Regions from separate parts of the Mus musculus genome. Here regions 2 and 3 are each linked to region 1. A link is a contact called in public promoter capture Hi-C data. All regions are on one chromosome and are shown on one strand. The core of a region is the stretch at or near the end of the contact, and the rest is flanking DNA. Distances in the headings are between cores, read along the strand shown.

Region 1 (4,076 bases), core at 918-3,417:
CAACAGATCTCCATGAGCTTCGGTATGCCAGACCTGACTGCCACACACGGCATATGGCACACTGTGCAGAGGGGTGTAGGGAGGCGGTTGGGATCTGCAGCGGCGTCCACAGAGCAGAGAGGCAGGAGATGTGGCTCCCTTCCCGTAGTTTAAATATCAGGGAAAGTATAGCCTGGAATCAGACAACAGTCTATCCCCGCTGCACCCCTCTCAAACATCACACACCATAGAGACACTTGGATCTCATTTCCCTTGGGTCCCATTAGGAATGTAAGGAAGGTGGTTTTCCCAGGGAATTTTTAGGGCAAGGGGCCGTCCCAAATTCCCTCTTTACAGTATTTTAAGGGGTGTGCATAGGAGGTAGAAAAAGGCAGAGTGGTGACCGGCCCCTGTTGCACAGATGTGTTCATTACATCTCTACTCCCTTAGACTCATTCTTCCCTCTTCCTTGAAGGTCCCTGCCTGAATCACTCATCTCTTCCTATCTGTTGCTCACTGCCTCTGCCTCTCCGTGCCACCTGCCCTGTCTCCATGGTTACCAAGGCTTCCATCTGCATAGTTTAGGGATGAGTTTGTGTCCAGCTGGAAGGTACCAAGGAAAGTGGGGGCATCGGATGGGTATTAAGGGTTTGGAAAGCTCACCGAGGGTCTTAGAGGACTCAAATGGTGGACGCCACCAAGTACAGATACAAAAAGTCACGTTCCTGGGAAAGGAGGAGAAACAGCCGGAGGGAAATCACCCACTTTTATTAGCTATTGATGTGTGCCGAGAGATGTGCATACATACATCATCTCCAACCCTCACAACTCAATGAGGGGGGAACTATTGTCTTCCTGCAACAAATGATAATGAGGTTAAGCAAGTTCCCCCAAAGCGCTACAGCTATGTTTTTATACTATTCCAAAAACGGAGTATGTGTCATCCACATGCAACTTCCCAGTCTAGAGGCCATTTTCTCTGACCTCTGTCATATTCTTGTTGACTGACTCCTAGTTTTACATCCATCCTGAAGTATTTCCCTTTACTTCTACTCTGTAAAAAAAATGACTCTTTCTATTCTGCCCTCTTTCCTTGAAGGGGCTTGAAGGGCAGTGGAAAGTACAGAAAGAAAAAACCCACTGGGTTCCTGCCTTCTCTCCCCAATTACTGCTCTGGTCCCAAGCCCCCTTCTCTCCCTCACTTCTCAGACACCGCAACAATCCGCATTTGGGGCCTGAGCTTGGTAGCAGAGTCAAGAGTATCAAGAGTTCAAGGCCAGCCTAGACTGGGTAGCCAGACCCTGCCTTTAGAGAAAAAAAATCTTTTAAAGATTATTTATTAGTAGTGCTGGTGACTGAGGAAGAATAATAAAGAGGGTGTGTGTGGTATGTGTGTGTGTGTGTGTGTGGTGTGTGTGGTGTGTATGTGATGGCCTAAGCCAGAAGAGGGCGCGGGAGTCCGGTAGTTGGGAACCTCCTGGAGTGTTTCTCTGTGTGTGTGTGTGTGTGTGTGTGATGTGTGGTGTGTGTGTGTGTGTGTGTGTGTGTGTGTGTGTGTGTGTGATGTGTGGTGTGTGTGTGTGTGTGTGTGTGTGTGTGTGTGTGTGTGTGATGTGTGGTGTGTGTGTGTGTGATGTGTGGTGTGTGTGTGGTGTGTGTGTGGTGTGTGTGTGTGTGTGTGTGTGTGTGTGGTGTGTGTGTGTGTGTGGTGTGTGTGTGTGTGTGTGTGTGTGTGTGTGTGTGTGTGGTGTGTGTGTGTGTGTGTGTGTGTGTGGTGTGTGTGTGGTGTGTGTGTGTGTGTGTGTGTGTGTGTGTGTGTGTGTGTGTGTGTGTGATGGCCTAAGCCAGAAGAGGGCGCTGGAGTCCGGTAGTTGGGAACCTCCTGGAGTGTTTCTGGGAACTCCTGCAGGCACAGCTGTTAACAGATGAGCAGTCTGGTTTCTCTGACCCAGGGCTACATTTCCCAGCAGCGGTTCTCCTCTTCTGGCTCCGCCACGTGTCTGGATGAGCTCTGAGTAGCAGGACATCTTAGCCATCTAGTTCGGTCTGGGCATAAGAGGTGAATTCTGCAGCCCCAGGTCTCAGCGCGCCACTTCCCAAGCCTCAGTTCCGGTTAAGCTCGCTCCCTCCTCCTCCCCTCCTCGCCCGCCTCCGCTCTCGTCGATTGGCCAGGAAAACCCACCAATGGAGAGCTCGGGGAGGCGGGCCTAGAACGAGGGCTGGAAGAAGAAAAGCAAATTTCAAGTTGGCGGCTGCGTGGGCCCTGAGTGGGGGAGGGACGGCAGGTAAGGCTTCGACCTGGTGGCTCTGACCCGGTTTGGTTCGGTACTTCCCGAATTAGTCCCTCGGCGCCGACAGCGACGTAGATAACGCTTTCTGTCAGCCTGTTGGATCAGCCCCCTTCTAAATCCCTCCCCTTTTTCCCCGGGCTCTCACTGCTGTCTTGACTGTACGCCGGAGACAGCTTGCTGTCGCGCCTGGGGACAGATATTAAAGCAGGAGAGGAAGGTTCATTCTTGTAGCTCAGACTCTTCTATGGTACCAGCTTCTCCCGCACCCATTAACGTAACATTAGCCCCCTGTCAAGAGCCTGACAGATTCTTATTACCTATCAAGTCAACTGAACCGCTACCCTCTACCCACCACTTTCCTAGACCACCGTGAAGAATTTATTGATCCCCGACCTGACAAAGTCCGATTATCACTATTGGAATCTCTTTAATTTTTAAAATTACATTATTTGTGTGTGTGTGGGGGGGGTACGTACAAGCCATGGCTTACGCAAGGAGGTCAGAGGACAACTTGAGCTAGTCAGCCTGTTTCCTGGCCACTTGGCAACACGAGTATTTACCATCTCACGAGGCTGACTTTTTCCATCCCTCCCATGCTTTTATCGGCAGACTCTTGCTATGTAGCCCATACTGGCCTCCAGTTTGCATTCCCCCTGCCACAGTACCCCCGGTGTTAGGATTATATGTTCTCTTTCACTGTTTCTATTCTATGAACGGAAGGTTTGATGGGACAGATTGGGGTACTTAATACATTGTGTTCAGTAAGCGTTAATCGAGTGGAATTGATTTGTGGGAACCAGTGCTCTTGTCAAGGAGGACAAATTTAAACTCCTGATATAATTAGGGAACAATAAAAGACAACATTATATAATTAGGGGTCTTTGAACTGGTGGTTTATTGCATTAATGTTTTATAGTTATTCTCAGACCAGAGAAGGAAAACAACAAAAAGAACCAGAAGGGAGTCTTTGTGACTCACAGAGTCTGTAGACACATGTTCAAAAGACAGATATTTACTGAGAACCTACTACATAGCAGACACAGTGCTAGACAACCGGGATCACAATGAACCCTCTGATAACATCTATTCAATAAATTGTTATTTAGTATGTGGGAAAATATTTTCGAAACCAGTTCTTTCTATGCAGGGCAAACAGGCTGACCTCCAACTTATGACCCTCCTGCCTCACCCTTTCTGGGATAACAGGCTTGTACCACTGCACCCCAAATAAGCTTTTTTCTTTTAAATTGAGAAATGTGAGTCCGGTCTTACAAATGCTAAGCATTCATTCTGCCCCTGAACTACACCCCTAGCTCTGAAACAGCATCTTTAGGAAGAGAACTCACTAGCTCTTTTCAGGTCGGTCCACTCTTTCACTTTTTCCTTTGAATTTATTCAACTTAAACTTACTTATTATTAGTGGGCCTGGGTGGAGTGTGTACCATGGTGCATATGTGGAGGTCAGGCTGGCCCCAAACTCACCATGGAACCAAAGATGAATTGAAATTTCTGAATGACAGGCTTGGCCCAAGGCTTTCTGCTAAGCGAGTGTGTTGTTGCTGTTGTTGTTGTTGTGAGGGTTTGCTTATTTTCTTTAACTGGGGATTGAATTGAGGCCCTAGTGATTTGCTAAGTAGGGTTCCACCACTGAGCTATAGCACCCACTCGTCCTCTGAATTCTTGTGTGTGGGTGGGCGTTTGGTCTGCATGTGAGTCTTTGTACCACTTGTGTGCTTGAAACCCTCAGAAGGCAGAAAAGGGTGTTGGGTTCCCTGGGACGGGTTACAGACAGCTGTGAGTCCCTGT
Region 2 (4,076 bases), core at 837-3,336, 1.6 Mb after region 1:
TGAGAACATAAAGCTCTAATCACAATACATGTATATGAATAGTAATTATTAAACCTATAGAAAGACCCAGAGGAAAATATGGGAATGGAATATATTCAGTAGGGTTTTTTCTCCCTTGTTGGACTCAAGAGTTTCATGTATTCCGGGTGGAAATCAGACTCCCTATGGAGCCAAAAGTAGCTTTGAACTTGGTACTCCTGCCGCCACCTTCCAAGTGCTGGGATTATGAGCATAAAACCCGAACCCAAGTTTGTAAAATATAATCTACCAACGGAGCCACAGCCTCAGCTCTCCAGTAAAGAACTCTCGTTATTCAGAAAGAGTTCTGTGAGCTGCAGCACCTCTGAGAAATATGGCAGATGAGGCAAAGGTAGGGGCTGCATTTATCCCGTTGTTTGCTATCGCTATATAAATAGCACTCTGCCTTCTAAGCTTTTCATGCTCACAAAAATAATCTTGGCAGGTGGATATTATAGTTACCATTTTATTCATGAGACAATAGGTTTAGGGAGGTAGAACGATTTGTCTGATGTCATCATGTGGAATGTAGTGGTTCCAAGATTCCTCCCATACATAAGCCTGAATTTTTTGGATCCACTGCTATGGGAGTCCAAGGGGAGGTAACAGAGCCTTCTTTTAAAAGCTTTACCCAAACCTGGGCCTGATGGCGCAACAGTGTAGCCCTAGTTACTAGGCAGGCAGGACAACTTAGTGGAAACCCTGTCCCAAAAAGTGATAGGGTATAGAGTAGCTTCAGTGTTACGAGTGCACCTGCCAAGCGTGTGCGACTCCCAACGTCCAATAATCAGTATCGCCAAAACAAAACAAAAACACTCGCCAAGCTGCTATGTCGGTGGGCTGCTTGCTTGGACTGGGTGAAGCACTAGGTTCCACTCCGAACACTGCAAAAAGTGAAAATAAAACAGAAATTTAAAAACCCTTGTCATTTGAAACGGCTGCGGTCGCGGTGGGCGGCGGCGGCGCGGGGCCAGGGTAGAGAGCGCGCCAGGTGGCACACTGGGCCTGCAGATGGATCCAGCAAAAACCTGAGCCAGCGCAGGTGGGTGAGTGTCAAGGCAATTCGTCTCCCTGGCGACTCCGCCCCTTTTCCCACCTCCAAGGGGCGGGGCAGCAAAGCGCGGGAAAGCTCAACGGGAACAGTAATGCCAGCTCCCGTCAGGGGCGGAGAAAAGGGAGCTCTCTTAAATGGGAAATAGATCTGGGCTCCCTCCTTCTCTCGCGTAAGAAGCCTATCAGCATACTACCTTAAGCTCTCCTTGGTTGTGGCCCAGGCCACGCCAGCACTTCCCAACGTCACCTCCCCCACTTCCGGTCGCAGCGTGTCCCAGGTCTCAGGTCTCGGTGGTTCCGGTTTCTTTTACACTCGGAATCCCAAAGTCTGTCCAGCTCTCCCGCAGAGGGAGGGGCCGTGCGTGGTGCGTACGCCCAGAGGCAGGCGGACGCCAGAACCGCATCCATCCGGATTATAAAGCAGTTTAGACTGCGAGGAACCCCAGGCAATGGTCACCCCGATGACGTAATGTTTGGGGGTGGCACCTCATTTTGTGACCCCCAGCACCGCATCCGTTCGAGCGCGGCTTAGCCTGAGGAAACGGCACGAACACTTAAAACACCCAGGTTCCACACGGAGCCGACGAGGTTCCCCTAGACGCGCCGCCATACAGCTAGAGTTCCTAAGTTTGTAGATGTGAGGCACAGTGTCCAGCTTCGAGCGACCAATGGAGAGAGGATGGCTACGCTTCTGAGCTAGCTAGTCACCCCTCGCAACCCAAAGCGAAGACTAAGGCTGGCTTCTTGCTAAGCGACAGCGGCGGCGGCCAATGGCTTTCGGGCTGCTCAGACAGGGCAGGTGGACTCCGGAGCAGCCAATGGGGAGAACCTTCTCCACAGGGCCCAGGCCCTTTGTCCAATAGTGATGAGAAGACTATGAGGGGCCAGTTCCGAGCGGGGTATGGAGGGCCAATCCCATACGGGACTGGGTGGGGCTCACAGTTGAATGACAGGTCCATTAGCCAATGGCGAGTATGAAAGCGGGCAGCCCGGACTAGGAGCACGGAGGGAGCTGAGGGAGAGGGGAGGCCGAAGCGGAGAGAAGCAGGAAGTAGCGGCGGCCGCGGGGAGGGCGGCGGCGGCGGTAGCGGCGGTGGCGGCTGGAACCGGGAGGAGGCCGTAGGGTCTCAGCCCGCACCAGGATCGGAACAAGTAAGCACGCTCGCGGCAAATACCCGCCCCTGGCTCCGCCCCCCGGGGGGGCGGGTAAATACCCCTGCCCCTCCCCCACTTGGTCAACTACCCCCTTCTCCGTGCCGCCGCCCCCTGGGGCGGCTGCTGGCCTGGCCGGGTCGCCGCCTTCTTCTTCGAGGACCACCGGTGGGAACTCCAGTTTGCTGGAAGCACGGCCCCCTAGCCTGGTAACGTGGGAGGGGGTTCCTGGACCCCTAAGTCCTGGCGCTCTTAGACTGAGAGGCAGTCAGAGTGCGGCCGGGGGACTCGAGGCTGCGGGATGTCGCGACCTAAAATGGTGTCCGTGCCGGGCGGTGGGGGCGGGGGAATTGGGCCCAGCAGGAGAGGAGCCTGCATCCCGACCGGGTGCTGGTCAGCGTCCGGACCCAGGCAGGACTCAGGCTAGCGCCTCGATCCTGGCGAGCTCCTTGCAGTCACTCGGGTCTGGGGAGAGCCTCTGGGGGTCAGAGACAGGGCAAGCTGCCCGGCGCGCAGAGATGAAGGGGACCAGGTTCGAGTCTGGACTGACCTGGCTGCAGAGCTTAGAATCACGCAGGGACCGCCCCCTCTTGTGTCTCCACTCCCCTCGCGCCACTCCCCACTGCCGGGGAGTCCTGGCCCCCAATGTGCAGCGCCGCAGATCCTAAGGGCCTGGCCTCACCGAGGCCCTCCCTTGAGTTCTTAGCCGGTGAAAGTGAAAGAAGCACCACTCGCCTCAGTTTACCCTTTAGTTTTTAAATGTACTTCTTGTCCCCTACCCGAAACCCCGGACTTACTTTCCGCGCCAGTCCCTGGCAGATGGCAGGGACTTAAATGCCGCCCGCTGCCCAGCTTGGCCGCAACCTAATCGCCCCTGGCCGTGCTCTGGCCCCTTCCTTTTGCTCTGCGCTGTAGGCCTTGGGCAAAGGGCAATGGAGCCCCCACCCTACCGGTGTCTGTTCACCCTTTTCTTGTTAAGCCCCCTTTGCTTTTGAAGAACAGAGGGGGAAAGTAGGTAGGGAGATGGCAGCTCCACAGGCCTGGCGGCTGAGTGGAGGATCTTCATTGGCCTTAAGCCTCTGTGTTTGGCCCACTGTCTGCTCCAGGTGGCTATCGGATGACCTCCAAGTCACTTGCACGCCAGAGGGAGGTGGTTGGGAGAGGTAGGTTCGCAGGTGTTTTCTTAGTCCCCATTGGTTTGTACTCCACCGACCCACCCTGCTGGGAGCTTGAGTGGGAAGGTAGCCCAGGCTTCCCGACCCGGGAGAGCTGAATTGAAGAGGGACCTAGCGATTCATCTGGGTTAAAACTAAGGGCTTTGTTCAAACCCAGAATGTGCAGAATTAAATAGAGGGGTAATGTACAAGGAGGACTACCCTTTCTTCCTCTAGTTGGTACCCTTGTCCCCCACCCCCACCTTGGTCCGGGCAATGCCAGCCGCCACCTGCTGGGACTATCTCCAGTTACAGTCTGAAGGCTGGAAAGAGGTGAGAGAATTGGCCCTGGGAAATGGCTTGCATCCTGGGCAGGGAATGTATAAAGGGGAGCGAATTTGTCCCTATGTTGAGTCTTCCTAGATACAGAATTACTTATGGTTAAGAACAGATAGAGGATAGAGTTTGGGTCTCCTACAGTCTCTGAGCTGGCCTCCTTGTTGCTTTAGTGACACATAAGTCTTTTGGGAATACCCCTCCCCAATCCTCCCTGGGCCAGATTAAGGTTGGGGGAGACTTCTAGGCTACTGTTACCCAAGAAGGTGGAGTTTGAGTTGGAGGGTAGACTGTGTGAGGAGCTTAGAGCAGAAATGTCAGTGGAAAGGAGGAGCTTTCTCCCAGTGTGGAAGCTATGTTGGA
Region 3 (4,076 bases), core at 1,109-3,608, 1.4 Mb after region 1:
CTCTCCTATAGTACAGACCAGCTCTGGGAGGTAGCACAGCTCATGAATATTAAACATTAGCATGAATAAGAATGGACCTTTCCCTCCAGGCTTGAGGCTGGAAGCCTAGCCTTCCAGTAGCCTAGACAGACCAAAAAAAAAAAAAAAAACCAACAAAAAACCGAGTTCAATTTGTTTTTTGGACATTTTTCTTTGTTGTTTTGTAGCAGCCTTGAGATGAGATCACTCAAACAGTGGAATAAGGCTTCTAGGGTAGGAAAGAACCCAAGAGTCTGGACTCTCTTTCACTTCCTTTCCCACCCCTGGAAGGGAGGAGTAATGAGACTGAAGTCCAGAGCACAGCTGCCCTGAGAGGGGAGGCTTGGTCAGTGGGAAAGTCAGTCACAAGGCTCATCAAGATGGTGGCAGGTGGTAAGGCTTGGGGGAAATGGAGAAAACAATAAAGAATCAGAGGAAACCCCTAACACTACCAGATAGTCCAGACTGAGGCAGGGCTCTACCAACGTCCTCCACCCTGCCCCAAGCGAGCCGAGCCGGCGGCGTGGTCAGGGGTGGCCGATGCTGGAAGCGGGAAGGAGGAGGGAGAGGAAAGGGGGCCGAGGAGGGAACAAGGACAGTTCTGTTTCTCTTCCAGGGACCTGACCAAGCTGGGTGGAGGGAAAGTGTGTGTGGGACTTGGCGTGAAACCACCAATGATGATGAGAAGTGACCAGGAAATTCCATTCCCTTAGGACATTAGGGTCTCTGAAACTTGGAGGCCCGTGTCAGAGTGTGAAGACCAGCCAGGGTCACTGTGGTAGTGCGGGAGTTGGGGGTGGGGTGGGGTGGGGTGGGGGGGGGGGGAGGAGGAACAAAGCCAGAAAAGGAAGTACTAAGCTTTGGCTGTCACTCCTCTTCAAAGCAGCCAACGAATGGGCTGGGAACAAATAAAGCCTGAGCTGGCTAGCTGGGGAGGGTGGGATGCTGAATCCATGGCCCACTACTTCATCCCCACAGTAAAAAGGAAGCCAGGAGGGATCAGGGACAAAAGCGCAGAAAGCCACATCCTTGACAGGAGGGCCCCTCTCACTTCCACCAGAAACCCAGAACTTGAAATGACAAACCCTAAACCACCGTCATCGTCCCGGTGGGCCTTACACACTTCAGAGCTGTAGAGGGGCGAGCAGGAGAGAGGTGGGGAGGAAGGATGTACACAGGTAGTTCCCCGAGCCTGTGGTAGCCCCAAACCGGTTCTCCCGGTCCCGCTGCCTCCGGCCCCAAGGCCTCCCTCTCCAACCCGCTGTCTGACAAGCCTTCACAAGAAGCAAGAAGCAGCTGGAGAGAAAGAGACTTGAGAATCGTGTGGGCAAATTCTGGCTATAAGCCCGGGGATGCAGCTGGTCCCTGTGTGGAGACCCTCCAAACATAGCGGGCTGCTGAGGGACTCCCAAGAGAGGAATGGGCCCCATTTTCAAACAAGTTACAGATATTTGTCCGAGCACCAACCCTGCCCTAACCCCAGGGAAGGGCTGGGGATACTTAAAAGTTAACAGAAGGAGATCCTAATTTCTTCCCCTCCCCCAATATTCTCCGTCAGACTCCAGCTCCGTCCCCCACCCACTGCGACCCAGGATGGGAACTTCGATGAATTGTACTGGCTCTGTCAATGTTCTCCGTGGCTGCTTCACTCTGGCTTAGACCTTCCGGGGCCCAGCACCACTTCGGATTCTCTAGCACAGCAGATCTCTCAGGTTAGAGGGCCGGCGAGGAGCCCCTGTCGCTTCGCACCTTCCACCCGGCCCCACGCTGCAGTCGCCGCTTCCCTGCCTCTCCGTGGCTTGCGCCGCCCGCGCGTGTACTGTGATCGCGACCTCCCCGCTGCCCTGCCCTCCCCTCCCCGCCGCCCGCGCGCAGCCCGGCTCGCCCGGCGCTCTTACCTGCGGCTCCCCGGCGTCCCCACTGCGGGCGGGGGCTCCGCCACTCCGGGTCCCCTGGCTGCTTCTCGGCACGGCGGGGAGTTGAGGGCGGGCCGGCAGAGGTGGGGCTGGCGGAGGGCGGAAACGCCGGCGACGCGATTACGAAACCCAGGGGCTGAGAGCGGAGCGCAGCGCTCCGCCCAGCTTCGGGGCGCACGGCGTGGCCCGCGGGGACAGCGGCAAGCACCGCGCTCGGGGACAACCGCGGCACCCCAACTGTCTGTGCTAGTCTGTCCACCTGCTGCAGGCGCTGAGAGGACGATGCGCTGGGGCCCTTTCTGAGTCTCCCAAAGTCCCCTTTAGTCCTTACAGTGGGAAAGGAGGGCCATTCTGTTGTTTAACCGGAAGACTTTTTAACCCATACATCTAAGTTAGAGGACAATTAACTGCTCAGCCATGCGCTCCAGTCAGCACGAGGGTACTTGGAGAGGTGGGGGTGCGGTGCGAGCCGACGGAGAGGCTCTACGGTGGATAGCGTGTTCCGGAACCTATCCCTCGAATTAGCCGAGTCAGGCAGAGAGGGGGCGGGGAGTGCTTCCGCCCTTGCTAGGAGGGGCTGCATTGCAGGGGAGACCCAGCGGCAGATTCTGTCACAGACGAGGGAGAAGGCGTGAGGAGACAAAGCCGTCACATCCGCGACAGCTTCCTTCAGCAGCCTCCTCCTCTCCAGTCCAGAGCCGACCCCCGAGCCCCTGAGGCATCCCTTCCGTCTTCGGAACACCCTAGTCATTCATTGCTAACAGGTAACCAAGACGAGGGACCGCTTCTTAAGCTTGAAAGACCCCGTGTGAGACCGAGGTGGGGGGCAGTTTAAGAGGAGAGAAGGGGGCGCTATGAACAATGGGTTACTATTCGTTACCAGATTTTTTATCTGTTAAGATCTCCATCCATGCCTTACCATGGACCTAGGCATTCATTTCTAGCACTTTACCTGTAATCATCTCTCGGCATTTAGCTCTTCATTTCATGTATTCATTTTCCTATAATTTTTGCCCTGTGCATCTAATGGCTTCTGTCTAGTGTCTAGTTATCTATATCTTCCTTTTCAAGCTATAATTTCTGCTACCAGTTATTTGGTGAATCTTTATTCCTACTGTAATTATTGTAGCCTCTACTCCCTTGTATTTCTATCCCCCTCGATTTTCTGTCTCTTGTAGGGAGGTTTGGGGAGTAGGGTACTTTTTTTTTTTTTTAAACATGAGATGCTATTGAGAGTGATTGGAACCTTTAACAATCTCCTCCCTATCTCAGATTTTTGCTCCAAAGAGGCTTTAGGTGGGACAGGTGGGAGCCATTGTGGGATTGCCCGATGGCATGCTGCAATCAGTGTAGCTCACAGGAACTACTTATGACAGCAGATTTGTCTTTGCAGCTCCTCCTAGAAAAAGGGGAGGATTGTGGCTAATAGGAAAATCCTAGAGCAACATGAGAAATACCAGGAAGCCTCCATTTTCATCCACCACCATCCCTCCTTAGACTGCATGGTGGCAGCATGACACAGCAAGGCCCTGTGGATTAGGCCTTGAATGCTCTTGGGGGGATCTGGACAAAGGGTATTTGGGTGTGTCCAGGTAGTTTAAAGAAAGTGTATCTTTTAAATGTGTGTATCTACTAATCATTTTATCTCTAAGAATAGACAATGAAAATTTAGAAGTTACTCTGCATAAAATAACTGGGTGGCATTTACTGAGCAAATATGTCAATTTTCACCATCCAGAGCCCTTAGGATAAGCAAAAATAGATAAAATGATGGGTGAAGAGCATTTAGGGAAAGAAAGGGGACGATAGCTGAAGAGCAGCCGGTCTTTTTTATTTTAATGCCACATATGCCTTTATGTCTGTTTTCTGGGACAAATTTGAGTCTCTCTGTACATGTCGATAGGTCAATGGTATAGCTAGAGATTTTCAGCCTTTTAATATCTCACACATTTTCTTTTAAATTGTTTTTGTTTTATATTCGTTCATGGTCTTGGTTTGGTTTTGGGGGGCTTTGAACCCACAGTCGTCCTGCTTCAGCCTGAGTGCTGGGACTACAGCTGTGCTCTGCCACACTGGACTAGCTTTTTACATTGGATGATAGTTCTGTCCATCCCTGATAAATTATTTAGGCAACTTTTTTTA

Evidence for each region. Promoter capture Hi-C pulls out the DNA fragments that hold promoters and counts their contacts. Capture Hi-C pulls out chosen DNA fragments and counts their contacts.
Region 2: a contact with region 1 is called in a promoter capture Hi-C map of liver, with 4 times the contacts expected there. The contact joins the promoter of Zfp687 here to the promoter of Polr3gl in region 1. A contact is called at or near these places in 1 of 39 promoter capture datasets (pre-B cells) and 2 of 9 other capture datasets (adipose tissue and liver).
Region 3: a contact with region 1 is called in a promoter capture Hi-C map of pre-B cells. The contact joins the promoter of Cdc42se1 here to the promoter of Polr3gl in region 1. A contact is called at or near these places in 3 of 39 promoter capture datasets (hippocampal neurons, liver and pre-B cells).

The regions. Positions count from the first base shown.
Region 1 is chr3:96,592,272-96,596,347 of GRCm38.p6, reverse strand. It overlaps Polr3gl (polymerase (RNA) III (DNA directed) polypeptide G like), which reads left to right and starts at 2,167. Exons shown (of 8, transcript NM_027241.4): 1 at 2,167-2,264. It also overlaps a transcript of Ankrd34a not described here.
Region 2 is chr3:95,013,467-95,017,542 of GRCm38.p6, reverse strand. It overlaps Zfp687 (zinc finger protein 687), which reads left to right and starts at 2,086. Exons shown (of 9, transcript NM_001357863.1): 1 at 2,086-2,223. 4930481B07Rik (a long non-coding RNA gene) reads right to left here and starts at 2,014. Exons shown (of 2, transcript XR_003954670.1): 1 at 1,266-2,014; 2 at 1-902.
Region 3 is chr3:95,226,706-95,230,781 of GRCm38.p6, reverse strand. Cdc42se1 (CDC42 small effector 1) reads right to left here and starts at 2,358. Exons shown (of 5, transcript NM_172395.3): 1 at 1,917-2,358. It overlaps Mllt11 (myeloid/lymphoid or mixed-lineage leukemia; translocated to, 11), which reads left to right and starts at 2,105. Exons shown (of 2, transcript NM_019914.4): 1 at 2,105-2,698.